Regions from separate parts of the Mus musculus genome. Here region 1 is linked to region 2. Evidence: chromatin contacts called from public ChIA-PET data. All regions are on one chromosome and are shown on one strand. Each heading gives the region's core, a stretch centred on a gene start, on an enhancer-like site or on the middle of the called end of the contact. The rest is flanking DNA. Distances are from core to core; before and after follow the strand shown. Region 1 holds the start of Il2rb (interleukin 2 receptor, beta chain). Region 2 holds the start of Ncf4 (neutrophil cytosolic factor 4).

Evidence for each region. ChIA-PET counts read pairs in DNA pulled down with a chosen protein or histone mark.
Region 1: a contact with region 2 is called in an RNA polymerase II ChIA-PET map of memory CD8 T cells, with 49 read pairs. The contact joins the promoter of Il2rb here to the promoter of Ncf4 in region 2. A contact is called at or near these places in 2 of 39 promoter capture datasets (embryonic stem cells and liver), 3 of 115 datasets of contacts at active chromatin or transcription factors (bone marrow-derived macrophages, large pre-B cells and memory CD8 T cells) and 2 of 9 other capture datasets (adipose tissue and liver).

Annotation. Positions count from the first base shown.
Region 1 is chr15:78,493,047-78,500,536 of GRCm38.p6, reverse strand. Il2rb (interleukin 2 receptor, beta chain) reads left to right here and starts at 5,471. Exons shown (of 10, transcript NM_008368.4): 1 at 5,471-5,589.
Region 2 is chr15:78,241,078-78,247,679 of GRCm38.p6, reverse strand. Ncf4 (neutrophil cytosolic factor 4) reads right to left here and starts at 2,869. Exons shown (of 10, transcript NM_008677.2): 1 at 2,593-2,869. The coding sequence starts at 2,624.

The sequences.
Region 1 (7,490 bases), core at 4,222-6,721, 250 kb before region 2:
GCTGAACGGGGGAGGGGGGTGTTGGGGGGGTGAGGCCATGGGAGGGTGGCTCAGCAGATGCTGGGATCTTTTCAGTGGTTGGTGGAGGATGGACTGTGGCAGAGGTAGGAATGGAATGGTGCCCTCTGTCTATAGCTAGGAACTTTCTCAGTTGCTTCTGGACTGTTATGTGATTCAGACAGAGATGGCCAATGCAAGGCTAAAGGTAGCAAGGGCAGGCTGGGTAGCTGAGTTCCTGAGTTCGACTCCAGATCTGGCAAAGACAGGAGGATCCCAGGGGCTCACTGTTAGCCGGTCTAGTAAACTCGAGAGCTCTAGGTTCAGTGTGACTCTTCTGTAGAAGTAAGGAGGTGGGGAGGTGGCTAAACAAGCAAGATCACAGTAGCACACACAGGAAGGGCTGAGTTCTAATTCCCCCAAACCACATAAAGGTTGGAAATACTCCCACACACTATCGTAATCCCCAGTATGGATATCACTTGCTGTGAGCTGTCTTGGGTCCAGGTCCACTGAGAGACCCTGTCTCAAGGGAACAAATCAGAGTGATGGAGTGGGGAACCTGGCATCTTTCTCGGGCTTCTACATGCCTCCACAGTATACCTTCATCACATGTGTGTACACACGCATATACCACACATGTGCACATGCCAAAAGAAAAAAAAATAGTCCAGCGACTTTAGGGAGGGGTCCTAAATAGCTAGAGGCACGCCCTTTGCTTCTTTCTCTGCTTTCTAGTTGGAGGAATGAGGATGTGATGGGTGGTACCCAAACAGCTCGTTTGGTCTGTGAGGAGGCAGCAGAGTGGTTGCTGAGGATGTCTAGGGAGGAAGACAGTTGGCTTTGGATTCTGACCTGAAGCAGGGGGATAGGAGCTTGTGGGAGGAGCTACTACTGAAATCTGGGGACTGCAGCATGGATCCTGGTGGCTCTCAGAAGCTTGAGTGAGGAGGAATGTTGCAGCCTGTCTCAGTCAGGGTTTCTATTCCTGTGACAAAATACCATGACCGAAAAAGCAAGTGGAGGTGGAAAGGGTTTTTATTCAGCTTACTCTTCTCCATTGCTGGTCATCACTGAAGGAAATCAGGGCAGGGGCCTGGCTACGGGAGCTGATGCAGAGGCTGTGGAGGGATGCTATTTACTGGCTTGCTCCCTGGCTTGCTTTCAGCTTGCTTTCTTATAGAACCCAGGACCACCAGCTCAGGGATGGCACCACCCACAATGGTCTGGACCCTTCCCTGTCAATCACTAATTATGAAATGTTCTACTGGCTTACCTACAGTCTGATCTTATAGAAGCATTTTCTCAATGGAGATTCCCTCCTCTCAGTCGACTTTAGCGCCTGTCAAGTTGACCTAAAACTATCCAGTATGGAGCCATAAACCTAGATTCCAGGGTGCAGAGGGGACAGGAAGATGAGAGGGTACAGTATGGCTTAGTCTCCAACAGGGGCAGTGATGTGATAGACAAGGGGGAAAGTCATAGCTAAGAAGGCACATTGGGGCCAGGAAACCCCAATGCAGGCATCTCACAGCCCCTGTGAAAATGGAGTCCTCGTGAGGAACTGGCTGTGGTAGTGGATACTCTGGGAACTGTGTCTGTGAAAGAGGAGGGTGCAGGGAACTTTGTTCACAGTGGAACCCCATGAGGATGCAGGAGAGAGGTGTATAAAGGGGCCAGGAGCAGCAACTGTAGGGACCACGATGCAGATGCTGCAAGGAAAGATAGCCTTGTAAGTGGGGGTTGGGGGTTATTCAAACAGCAATCCCCAGTAAGGGATCTGGGGTGACTGGGTGGGTACTGTCAGGCCTCTGACATCTGGGAAGCTTCTATGAGATTCTTCCTCACAACACCCTGGGAGAAATGCTGGTTTCTCAGGACGGCAGGCCAGGGCTTTAAGGGTGACTCTACCGGTCTTCTGCTAGCATGCTCTGTGAATGCTAGATTGAGTCCAGCCTGTGACACAGTAAGCCTGGCGGATCCTGCACATGAAACGATGTCCAGTTGATAGCCAGTGATAGTCCCCAGGCTGGAGGAAGCTGGGGTGAGAGGTTCCTTGAGCTCTGAAAGCCTGGTGGCTTCTGTGGGCTTTCAGAATAAGCGTCCAAGTTCGGGCAGTGGGATGAGTATTCTGGAAACCCCCTGGGGACAAGGGGGTGAAATGCCCTGGTTGGGGCTGAAGCAAGATCATCATGGCTGCCTATTCTGGCTGCTGGGCGGGAAATTCTTGTGGTCCCAGGGATGGGAAGAAAGTTGGCACGTTCCCTGGCACTTGGATGGTACCTAGGCCTATGGATCCTGCTATGTCCAGTGGCCTGTGCTGTTGTACAGATAAGGGTGAAGGTGAAGTTTGTGCCTATTTACCTTACAGACCAGAAATCCCAACAAGGAAGAGGGGGGCAGGAGATAGATAGGTGGATAGATAGATAGATAGATAGATAGATAGATAGATAGATAGACAGACAGACAGAGAAAGGGATAGAATCAGAAAGGTAGAGAGATAGAGAGAGGATGGCTGGAGAAACAGAGACAGATGAACTAAAACTGGGGTTTTTAGGACCTGGATGTAGACAAAGCCATTCATCTCCCACTCCACTGGCTGTTCTGGGTCCTAGGTTCCACCTCCCCACAAGGATGGCTGGGAATGGAGCCTAGGGAGGAGGCCAGGCAGGGTGTAGGGAGCACGAGCCCACCTTTTCCCTCATGCCTCTGTGGGCCCCTACTATGTCTCACAGGTCAGAGACTCTGAGTAAAGGGTAAAGACTATGCTTCTCTCCGCCCCTGGCCTGGCTGCTTAATAGGTTCTTGCTGGCTGAAGGAAGGGGCGAGGGGAAGATGGAGGAGTGGGGAGGGGCCTGAACTGCATCAGCGAGACTGGTCAGGGTCGTCCCCACAGACTAAGCTATGATGGCACTGGACCTGTGGCTCCTAACTCTGCCCAGGGACAATTATTCCTTTTGACTTTACATGTGCTTTAATAAAATGGTTCCATTTATCTGGAGGGAAAGGCTAAGTCCCAGGTCTGCATGCAAAGCCAAGAGCCGCTCATCACGGCTTCCCGAGAAGCTTCCAGAAGTATTCTATGCTTGGGAAACCTGGCCTGTCAATCTCCCCGTCACCATGGATATGTCTCTTGCCTTCTACTGTTATTAAAGAATCTTCCAGGGGAGGAGGGGGGTGGGACAAGAGAGAGTCGTTAGCCATTTTCTGTGGCTGGGCCTCAGTATGTCAGAGAGTTGGAGCTTGCTGGGCCCACAGCTGTGGAGCTTCCTGAGTGTTGGCAGAGGTAGTGGGTAAGGCCTTCCTTCTGCCTCAGCACAGGTCAAAGGCGTCACATGGCTGGAGGGAGCGCCATGTTGGCTCCTGTTTCTCTTCCACATCAGTGCCATTGTAGGAAGCCACCTTCATGCCTTCACCCCCACCCTAATGGCCTCTGAGATTTCTGCTCTCACAGACAATCAATATAAGAATTTAGGGGGCTTGGATTTCTAATGCATGAACATTTAGGGGCACATTCACGCCCTGTCAAGGAGAACTGGCTTTTATCCCAAGTCTTCATGGATACCTTCCTGTGTGTCAGTCCTCACCCCAGGCTCAGGCAAGAACTGATAAGACCCTATTCCAGTCTGTCTATGAGGTTCTCCCACCCTACCCCAGACAGCTCCTCTGCAGGAAGTCTGGAGCCCTGATATAGCTATAAGGATGCGGCCATGCGGATGCCATGGGTCCAGGGATGAGTCTGTAGCTTGGTGGGCTGATAGGAGGTGGGAAGTAGTTGGAGGAGGTAGGTCTCTGGGAACATGCCTTGGACACATATCCTGTCCTCAGCCTTCTCCCCTTTCCCCACTTCCTGCTTGACAAGTCAGGGAGCAGCTTTGTTCTCTTATCATGGTGTTTCACTGTGGCAGATCTAAGACACCAGGGGCCGGGCCACCCAAAAGCCACAAGAAATCTTTCCTCCTTTAAGCTGATTTTGCCTGGGAATTTTGTCACCTCAATGAAACTAAAATAGTAATCCCATTTTACAGATTTGTGAACTGAAGTTCAGCAAGTCCAGGTCACACAGCCGGGGTGACTCTCCCTAGCAATGGCAGCCCACATACCTCCTTTCCTGGCTTGTCTCAATTCTCTTTTTAGGGTTCTTGATTTCACTCTCCAGCATCCCCAGAGTCCTGGGGATTTTGTGTGTGTGCATACGTCCCTCCATATCCCAGACAGGGCACCAACGACAGAGCAAGAAACAGCTCCACTGAAGTCTAGCTTGGTGAGCTAGTGAGTTTCTTGTGCACATTTATGGAGTAAGGGGTTGCTTACATCAGTTTGGGTGACCACCCCCCCAAGCAACTATGTTACTGGGAAGTCACAGCTGAGCATGGATGATGGCATCCCCATAGTTGTATAGATGGAGTCACTTCTTCTTTGGCTAACCTATCCTCTCTAGTGTGTAAGTACCCCTGAGTTCAGTTACACATCGCTAAAGCTGGACCTCAGGGGAGGGGTTCCTGTTACTTCTCTTCCCTTCTTGTGAGGGGATGAACATCAGCAGGTCCAATCGTGTGGCTCTCTTGTGGCAGTTACAGCTGCCCCGATGAAGATGGTAATGGCTGTTATGTCCAGAGAACAGAATTCTTACAACTCCCTTCTTTTCACAAGAGGGCAGAAGCTTGTCATATTTCCCCAAGCCTGGCATTAAAACCAAGATGAAGGGGAGATAGAAACGGGGAGTCCCTGGTCCTGTGATACAATATGTAAATAAACACCCATTCATTTACGGAGAAATTCGTGACTTCATTGTTAAAAATAAAAGCCGTGAACTGAACCCTGCCACCCTATCTCACCGAGAGAGGAAGGATTAGAACTTACAACTCGGAAAGGAAGAAAGTGATAGGAGGGCCACTCATTGGCCATCAAACTGCTTATCAAGCCTTAAAACCAGTCAGTCACCTTTGAATGCTAGCCTAAATAAAGGGCATCTCAGAGACTGAAGTAAAGGGCAGCATGTAGCGGGGGCTGGGGGATGGCTAAAATGGAGATCAGCAAAGAGGACACCTAGACTCTAGGTCCTAGAGGGATGATGTGTCTGTGGGTGGCTTTGGTGTTAGGGTGTGAGCATATGTATGTGTGTGTGTGTGTGTGTGTGTGTGTGTGTGTGTGTGTGTGCATGCGCGTGTGTGCTCATGCGTGAGCAGAAGTCGATGGTGTTAGGGTGGCATGTGTGAGATGTAGCGGGGAAGAGTAGGCAAAGAAGGGCCTGCCCCCTCAGGTTCTGTGCATAGCTAGGTCCCTGTACCACAGTAACTGTGTGAGCGTGTGTGCCACCACATTCAGTGGCTGCCCCTGGGCGTAGGAGGAGATCTTATCAGTGCTAGGTGTGTGTGGAGTTTCAGGCTACCTCATCACCCCCCATCTCTCCACCTCCCATTGGGCCTTGCCCCTCATCCTCTATACAGGAAGTGGGCTCGCCTTGGGTTTCAGTCTGTTGCTGGCCTAGCTGTTGTCTGCTACCTAAGCTGCGGAGCAGGAGATGGCCGTGGACCCAACCTCCAGCAGGACTGCAGGGAACATCTCGACACAACTCCATGTTGCAGCCAGGTGATGCCCCTGTGTGGTCCCCTGGGAGCCCTGGGCACCCCACTACCTCTTGCTGGTCCTCCCAAGGGACAGGGAGCTGGGAGGGGGCGCTCATCTCTAACTTGGTTCCCTTTGTAGTTTGTATCTGGGCTTTGATGATTAACCTTGTCTTAGGATTCCCTGGGGAAGGGGGTAGCCTGGCTGTCATGGTTTCTCCTTTAAGAATAAACCCCTTCCAATGTCAGGGCACAGTGGCTTCTTCCCAGTCTACTCTGTGGGAAGCTGTGTGCCATTTTCGCTAGGAGGGACTTCCCTGGATCCTGTGTGGGGATGTCTTAGCCCAGAAGGGTGGAGGAAAAGATTTGTAGCTCGTCAGTATTGGGAGGTGGCATGGCGTGTATGGGACAGGTGGGATTCAACGCTGACGCCTGTGGAGTTCATCTCAGCCTGGAGAATTCTCCTTAGTGAGAAAGAGAGAAGGAATCTCCCCCTGGGACCTGGCTGTCCAGTCAGCTATGTTGATTGACAGGTTTCTGAGGGCCCTAGGCTGGAGGTCAGAGGTAGAGTTCTAGCTTAGATTTGTCTCTGACATTACCGAGTGGCTAGAGAGGTTAAGGACATCGCCAGGCATGGGGCTCCGTCTCCGAGGCTGCCTGAGGTAGGAGCTTCCCACCGTTAGCTGTGTTTACAGTACTTCAGGGCCAAGGTGGGTGGCTGAGGAAGGCAGAACTACCTTTGAAGGTCCCCTTTCTTTCACACACTCCTCAGCTGAACTGAACAGCAAGAGGTGAACAGTGGTGTGTGTGTGTGTGTGTGTGTGTGTGTGTGTGTCTTTGTGAATGTGTGTGTCTCTGGAGAGGTGGCCAGAGAAAGGATCTCTGAGGTCAAAGGCCACCAGATCTGACAGACAAGCTCTTGCTTGCCGTCCGTCCTCCCTCAGTCGACCCTGTACCTCACAGACCTGTGAGGCCTTGGACTGCCCCAGCACTGGAACCTTTATCCTGGGAAACAGGCTGCTTTAGGCCCTGATCTTCCCATAGGGAAGGAGCAGTCAGTCACAGAACCTGCTCTTGTGCTGTGAGACCTCTCTGTGACATGTGTGGGTCAGTCTGACGCAGGGAGTGTGACACGACTGTCACTCATGGCTGACCCTCCTCCTCCGTCAGCATCACCACTGTACTGGAAATCAGGTGACCCAGTTAGAGCAGCCTGGGTCTGTGGGATGACAGACCTTTTCAGGGCCTCAGCGGAGACATATATGAGTCAGGGAGATGAACGTCTGGTGGTTGCGAAGGGCATACGTGGGTGAGCCTCAGGGGGACAGTGCCTGGGACTCTGAGATTCTTGGGCTGTACTCACTCTGCCCGAGGCTGGCCTTGTGCTGTGTGGTTTTGGAGTGGTTTTCTTAGTCTCCCAGAGATTCAGTTTCCCTCTTGCCGAAGGAAGCTGCAACCACCATGACTGCTTGAAGCTACCCTGCCCCCCAGCCTGACCCTTCCAGAACCTTCCATATGCTCTTCCGTCTAACCCTGTCCATGATGGGTGGATGCTTTTGTGCCTCTTCAGCCAGGGGTGGGGAGCAGGTTTGAGTGCCTTTTCTTAGGCATTCTCTGTTTTTGGCTGTGGCTTGTGGCCCGGCTATAATCTTGCCTCTTTCATTCCTCTTCCTCTCCCCCAGGGTTATGCCCTCCCTCACCCCAACCCCACGCCATCATGAGGCTGCTCAGATGTCTGGGTCCGACCTGGCTTGCTGCCTTATTGAATGAACACGTAGAGTGCTTCAGATCCTGTTGGGCTCACAAGGGGCTGTGGAAGGCCCCTTGCTTGGGCTGAACCTGTTAGGGCTCCCTTTCTACCCAAGCACCTGCGGGGAGTTGATCTTCCAGGGAAGGGAGGTCTGGGGTGGAACCCCAGTTCCGTAG
Region 2 (6,602 bases), core at 1,620-4,119:
CTCCTTGGAGATAGAGCCACCTTGGGGTAGGGTGATGGTGAGGCACCGAGAGGTTATGGAGCTTGCCCAGGTGAGGTGAGTGGGATTCGAGACAAAGAAGCTGAGAGACCTTGGATGAAGCCCAGCACTGGGCCTGTTCCCCGCATTCTGCAGCCCGGAGCACAGAACAGACACTTCTTAGCATCACGGGGTCCTGCTCTCTGCTTCTTGTACTCCATAGCTCTGAGGAGTGGGGAAATTGAATACCCAAGAAGTAATCCCTCTGTTTCATCACGGGCCAAGGACTTTCCACGGGTGACCCTCATCACGTTCTTCAAGACACCAACAGTGGAGCAGAAGACAGTTGGTGGGGGTGGGGGTGGGGACGTTAGGATTGCCATGGGAAAGTGGGGTTCCCTACAGCCAAGGGTAAGGAAAGCACAGAGAGCCGGCTACGGCACCAGGGAGGTCCTATCAGGCAGGAGAGGGAGTGGACAGCACAAAGACTCCCTGGAAATCGTATAAGAGGGACAATTTCAAGAAACTTCAGGAAGGCAGGCATGATCAGAGGCAGGACAGGAGACAGAGCAAGGGAAAAGAGGCCAGAAGCAGACAGATCTCACACAAGGGGCCTTCCTGCCTCGTGGAAGAACAGCAACCTTTCTCTGGGGTAGGAGAAACCAGAAGTGTCTGGGCAGCGCTAGTGTCAGAAGACATACTAGGCCAGACAGGGCCAGATAATACCCTGGACTAGGACCAGAATTCACTCAGCTCCCTGTCAGAAGAGACCTTGTGGGGCCTCTCCCCATCCTCCGGCTCCTCCCACCCCTCTCTGAAAATGGAGACAATCATCAAATCCCTGCCACCCCATAAGAGCACACTGCATCCCCTAAGCACCCAGAGCGGCGCCAGGCGCCTAGAAGGTCCTGAGCGGCTACTTCCACTTGTCCCAGTGTGAGCCGTCTGCAGCTGAGCTGCCAAGGAGGCTGTGGTGTGGGGAGAGGGAAGGGGACTGGGAAGATAGCTGTCCCCCTCGGACCCCACACGGGTTTTGTTGGGTGGATACCAGGCTCCGTGCACACGGGAGCTACACATGGAGGTCCGCTTGGGGACCTGATCTAGGGGAGTCCTGAAAACTGCAGGTGTGTGGTACCTCAATCACAGTGGGAGCTGGAATGACATGTGGCCATGGGAGCTAAACTCTGCAGCTGCCCTGGAAGAGACACTATATATGATATCTCCTCGTCTGTATCTCTGCCGGACTGGTTCTCAAAGAGGACGCTGGAGATACTGGGTCTGATGGCCCTAGGACCTGGGTCCATGGTCCTATCAGGGGCAGAGGAGGAGAGCCACCCCCCTCAGAGGGCGGGGGAACAGCTGTGGAAAGGGCAGAGTGGGCGGAGGAAACACTGAGCCCTGATAGTCCTTACAGGCACCATCTGAACTCTGCACCCCAAGAAACAAGAAGGGACCCAAGCTTCTAGTGGCTACAGTTTCTAGAAGATTCAAGTTTGCATGTCTGTCAGTCTCCTAGGAGAACTTGGGGGTGAGAAAGGCTGGAGTCATATTATGCAGCCTTACTTAGCACCCCAGTAACACTCTCTATAGCTATGGAAGGACCCCCACCCAACACTAACTCTTGTTACAGACAAACCTCCTCTGACCTTTGACCTACAGGAATCCCATCCCCTTTTCCAGATCCCACGAGTGCTTTGCTCACACCTGGGTCTTGTCAGTCAGACCTGTTCTGGTGACTCTCAAGCAGTTCACATGGACACTTGGCTTCCTAACGTTGCTTTCTGCTTGATCCAGGGGACGGTTCTGTCATTTGGGTCTCCACATGCAGATGGGAACACAGGGCTGTCTCCATAAGAGACACTGAGCAAGTGCTGACTGAATGAGGTGGCCGGGCTTGGGGCCATCAGGTCTCCTTGTCCCTACCTGTATAATGTCAGCATTGTCCAAGATAGATCTGGGTCATTTTTGAGCTCTTAGCAGATGTAGTGAGCTCTCAGTGTGTCCCAGGGCTGTTCGGCCTCCCAGAGACACAACTGTGATCCAAAAAACTAAAACACCCTCAGAGCAGGCAGAGCAAAGACCCGGCCCCCAACATTGTGCCAAGCATCTAAGACCTGTTCAGGACAAGGAAGTGGAGTGAGGGGTCAGACGGCAGAGCCTGGGCTATCTGAACCTAAAGATAGGAAAACGCAGAGGCCAGTTTCAGTCTGAAGGGCAGATGGAAGAGCCGCTCCTGATTGCAGTGTGGAACCAGGAACCCAGAACCCAAGCCTAGCACCCAGGACACCTCTGCTCCCAGGCTCTGCCACCCACTCACCCTGTGGTCCTTGGCCACATCCAAGCCACTCCCCATTCTGAGCCTTAGGCTTCTTACTGGTGCATAACACTGCCGACCTACTAAGTCAAGGTTCTAGAAACATCTGCTGGAGCATGCAGCTCCTGCAGTATCATTCAGCAAGACCTTCAAATTTGACTCTGTGCTGATCCACTGATATCAGGTGACAGGAGGGACAGCCTCTTACTTCCCCATACCCACCCCCCAGGCCTATTGGGATCATTGAGAAAGCCTGGCAGGGAATAGAGGCACACTCTCACCTCTCTGATCGCAGCTGCTGGGCCAGGGCCATGGCTGTGGGTAGTCAGAAAAGCAGATGGATGGGGGCCTTGCCCAACCAGATCCAGGCCGAGTTCACCTCTCACTTCCTCCTATGTGCATCTGAGAGCTTCCTGAAGCTTGGGGTGTCCCCAGGGGCAGCCTTTGAGGAGGTCCCGCCCTGCCCAGCTTCTCTGGACCCTCCTTGAAGTACCTCCTTCAGGCTTTGAGCTGCCTGGCCCTCACACGTCTTCTCAGCCACTTCCCAGCTGCACAGCAGTTGAGGAAGTGGCACCCTTGGGTGCTGGGCTTGCGTGAGGCCACTGGCTTTGGGGATTTCCTCAGTGCCTGTCTCTGGTGCTGAGCTCCACCCACCATAGAGCAGTTTTAGCCCTGGGTAGTCCATCAAGGACACTTGTGGACTTCCTCCTCAGGCTTCTTCCTGAATCCCTTTCTCAAGCATCCAAGACCTGCCATTCATTCCTAAGGTCTGGTGGAGATAGTGCTTTTTCCAGGAAGCTCTCCTGGTCCCCCTCCCTCTTATACTAGGAAGTCATTGTTTTATGCCCCATCTGGGGCTCTGGGCTCTGAGATACCACATTCAGCTCTCCCAGAGCTTCCATCCACACAGAGGCTCTCCTTACAATCTGCCTCCACCTCCCTACTCAGCTCTCAGAAAAGCCCCAAGCCCCCGCTGCTGGCTTCAGAATCCCCAAGGCCCCGTGGGCTGCCTGCTCTCCCAATCTCTCTTCCCTCATTGCCACCACATTCCCAATGCTCCTCTCCTATCTCCTGTAGGTCTCAGCTCAGAAGCTGCCCTCTAAGAAACAAACCTGTCCTCACCAGACCCTCCCTGCCACTCTCCGGGCTTTTCCTGCGGCAAGCTCTCACCAGCGGGGTTCCCTACCCCAGTGTGTTCCAAACGTGTGTTTGTGTGTTAGGCTTCTTCCAGGCCAGCACTACGCTGCGGACACCCAGATTATGTGAGCAGAAGGAGGAAGTTCTTCGTCAGCTCCTTCTAATGCTTGGTTCTGTAGGGAGCTCTCCAAAGCCTACAGTGAGGATGGGCCCAGCAGCCCAGAGAATGTCCCCCAACCCCCAGCTCCACTTGATGGTATGCTAAGACAGAAGGAGAGATGGCAGCCTGCCCAGCCTGCCTGAATCAGGCTCCTATCTCCCCAACTTTGGAACGTGGCTGTGGGGACAGGGCTTTCCCCCTGAGGAATCTGGAACGGCCTATGTTTCTCACCTTAAATGGGGCTGGATTGGAAGCAGTCTCAGACTCCTCAGGATCTGGCTCCAAGAATATAGAATGTTTTAGGATCCTTACTTTAAAATGTCCCCCCTCCATCCTGTCACCCTGAAGGGATCTTCTGGCCCTGACCCAGCCCAGAGAGGATGAACCTAGAGCTCCCAGGATAGAGTCTGCCCAGTGAGAACTGCCCTCCCCGTGGCCAGGCAGGGCATGGGCTCCTGGGGAGACAGAAACGAGGATGAAGAAAGTCACAGGAGGGGACAGGAAAGTGGGAGAGGGACACTCCACCAGTGACTGCATGTTCATCAAGGCCTTTGCACTGCACAGATAGATCAGGGTGGTAGAGGAACGTAGAATGGACGGTCTGACCTACTCCCAGCACACAGAAGTACCGCAGTTCACAGAGTTAGCTCTTTTAAGCATACAAATCCCTGCTCAAGACAAGGAAAGGTGATCTGAGAGGTCTAAGACGAGCAGGAATTGTACCCATGACTGAGGATGGAGACTGATACCCAGGCCTAGGGAACGGCAAACACATGTGTTACTAAAGATGAGGCTCCAGTGACTGGCCAGAGACCAGATGCAGGTCACATGTCCCACTGCTGGCAGGAAGTCCACCTTGAGCTCTCATGTGAAGCTGGATATCACAGCAAACACCGAAGAGGGTTTCTCAGCCATTGGCCTGGGTGCCCGAGGAAGCGAAGGAAGTTCTCCAGCCACGGGTAGACAGAGGGAGCCTCGAGCCTGAAGCCCCCACTGGTGTGAAATCCAGAGAAAAGCTGGCTCTGAACTGTGCTGAGGAAGCAGTTCGGAGTCAGCACTACACAAAACTGCAAATCCAGGCGCCTTGGACTTCAGAAGAATTCACACCTGAGGAGCTAGACATGATTCAGAGGCTCTGGCTGGGCCTCGGGGCTCAGGCGTCCCAGCTTTTGGAGGAAACAACCAGGGGAGCAAGGAGGGGTGCAGTGGAAGAGGGGGGTCTGTGAGCACAGAGGTACAAGCTTGGCCCCTGCAGAGGAGAATGTTGGTCAACAGGTGGTCATGAAACAGGAAATGGTGACATTGCTTCCACAAGAGAATGTCACATAGCACTAGTGAGAGACTGTGTCACAGCATGCCTGTCCTGGCTTGAAAATGTGCTGGTTTGGGGCTGGGATGCAGAGCACTTGTGTAGCGTGAGTGAAGCCCTGGGCTCAGTCCCAGCACCAAATAAAACAAGGGTAAGAACACATGTAATCCCAGTTCTCAGGACGTGGAGGCAGGAGGACCAGGAGTTCAAGGCCAGTTTGTGCAGAGACGAGTACAACTGTGTGTGGGCAGGTATGCCTGTTTCTGAGGGTCTCTAAAGAGCCTCTGACTCGGAGAGTGGTGACGTCACAAGCAGAGCGAATACTTTTCTCTGATGGAGTCTTGGTGGTGGCCCATGTACACACACACACATATACACAGAGAGACACACACAGGCACAGACACGAATATACACACACACATACATGCACATGCAGACACAGACACACATACACAAACATGCACACAGAGACACGCACATATAGTCACAGATACACACACATACACTCACAGACACATATACATAAACACACACAGGTACACACAAGCATACATACACACACATGCACACAATGCACACACACACAAACACACACATACACATATATATACACACATCATGCACACAGAGAGATACAGAAACACACAAAGATACACACACACAGAAACACACACAGACACACACACATACACATACAACATACACACATACACAAACACATCACATACACACAGACACACACTCAAGCACATACACACAAGGGCAGCATGTCCTCCCACAAGCCAACATATTCTAAACCATTTCTCCTTTATTTTTCTTTTTGGCTTTCTCTCTCCCTCTCCCTCCCCCACCCGTGTGTGTGTGTGTGTGTGTGTGTGTGTGTGTGTGTGTGTGTGTGTGTGTTGAGCCCTCTAGGCCACCTGACCAGGTCCCCTCAGTCCCCCCCTTCCCACACTCCCACACTCAGCCCCCCTCCCCCCCCCCCGACCCCTGCAGGATTATCCTGTCTGTGTTCCTGACTCAGCCTGGGAGCCACCTGGGCAGCAGGGGCCAAGGGTGTCCTAGAAGGGACCTGGAGTCCACGCTGGGCCAAGCCTGCCCTTTCTCCCTCTGTCTTCCGTCCCTGCTTGCGGTTCTGCTGAATGTGGTTATTTCTCTGGCTCCTTTTACAGAGAATGCTGCTGCTAATTTTATGTGGAGCTCTGAGGCAGTGTAATTGGAAGCCAGACACCCTGTCAGCAGTGGGCTCCCGTCCTGAGCTGCCATGCTTCCTGCTCTCCTCCCGTCCCGGCTCCTCATTTCATGCAGCCACCTGTCCCAGGGAGAGAGGAGTCACCCAGGCCCCTCAGTCCGCCCCTTAAATAAGAAAGCCTCCGTTGCTCGGCACACATACCAAGCAGCCGCTGGTGCAATCTTCCCGACTCCAGCTGACTCCCCACTTCACCTTCGGCGTGGGCCAGCCTGGGCTACACGGCAAGCCCTGTCTCAAACAGACAGATAGCCATCGAAGCTCAAAGGCCACATGGAGACTGGCATGTTTCATTTACAGAAGAAAGTTCTCAACCCCTGACTTCTGTCAGGCTTCTTCCACATCTCCCCAATGCTAGCCGCTTAGTGACCAGGTTAGAGACTTGAAATTAGCAAGTCAGAGGGAGGAATGAATTGCTAGAGGGAGTTAAAGGTAG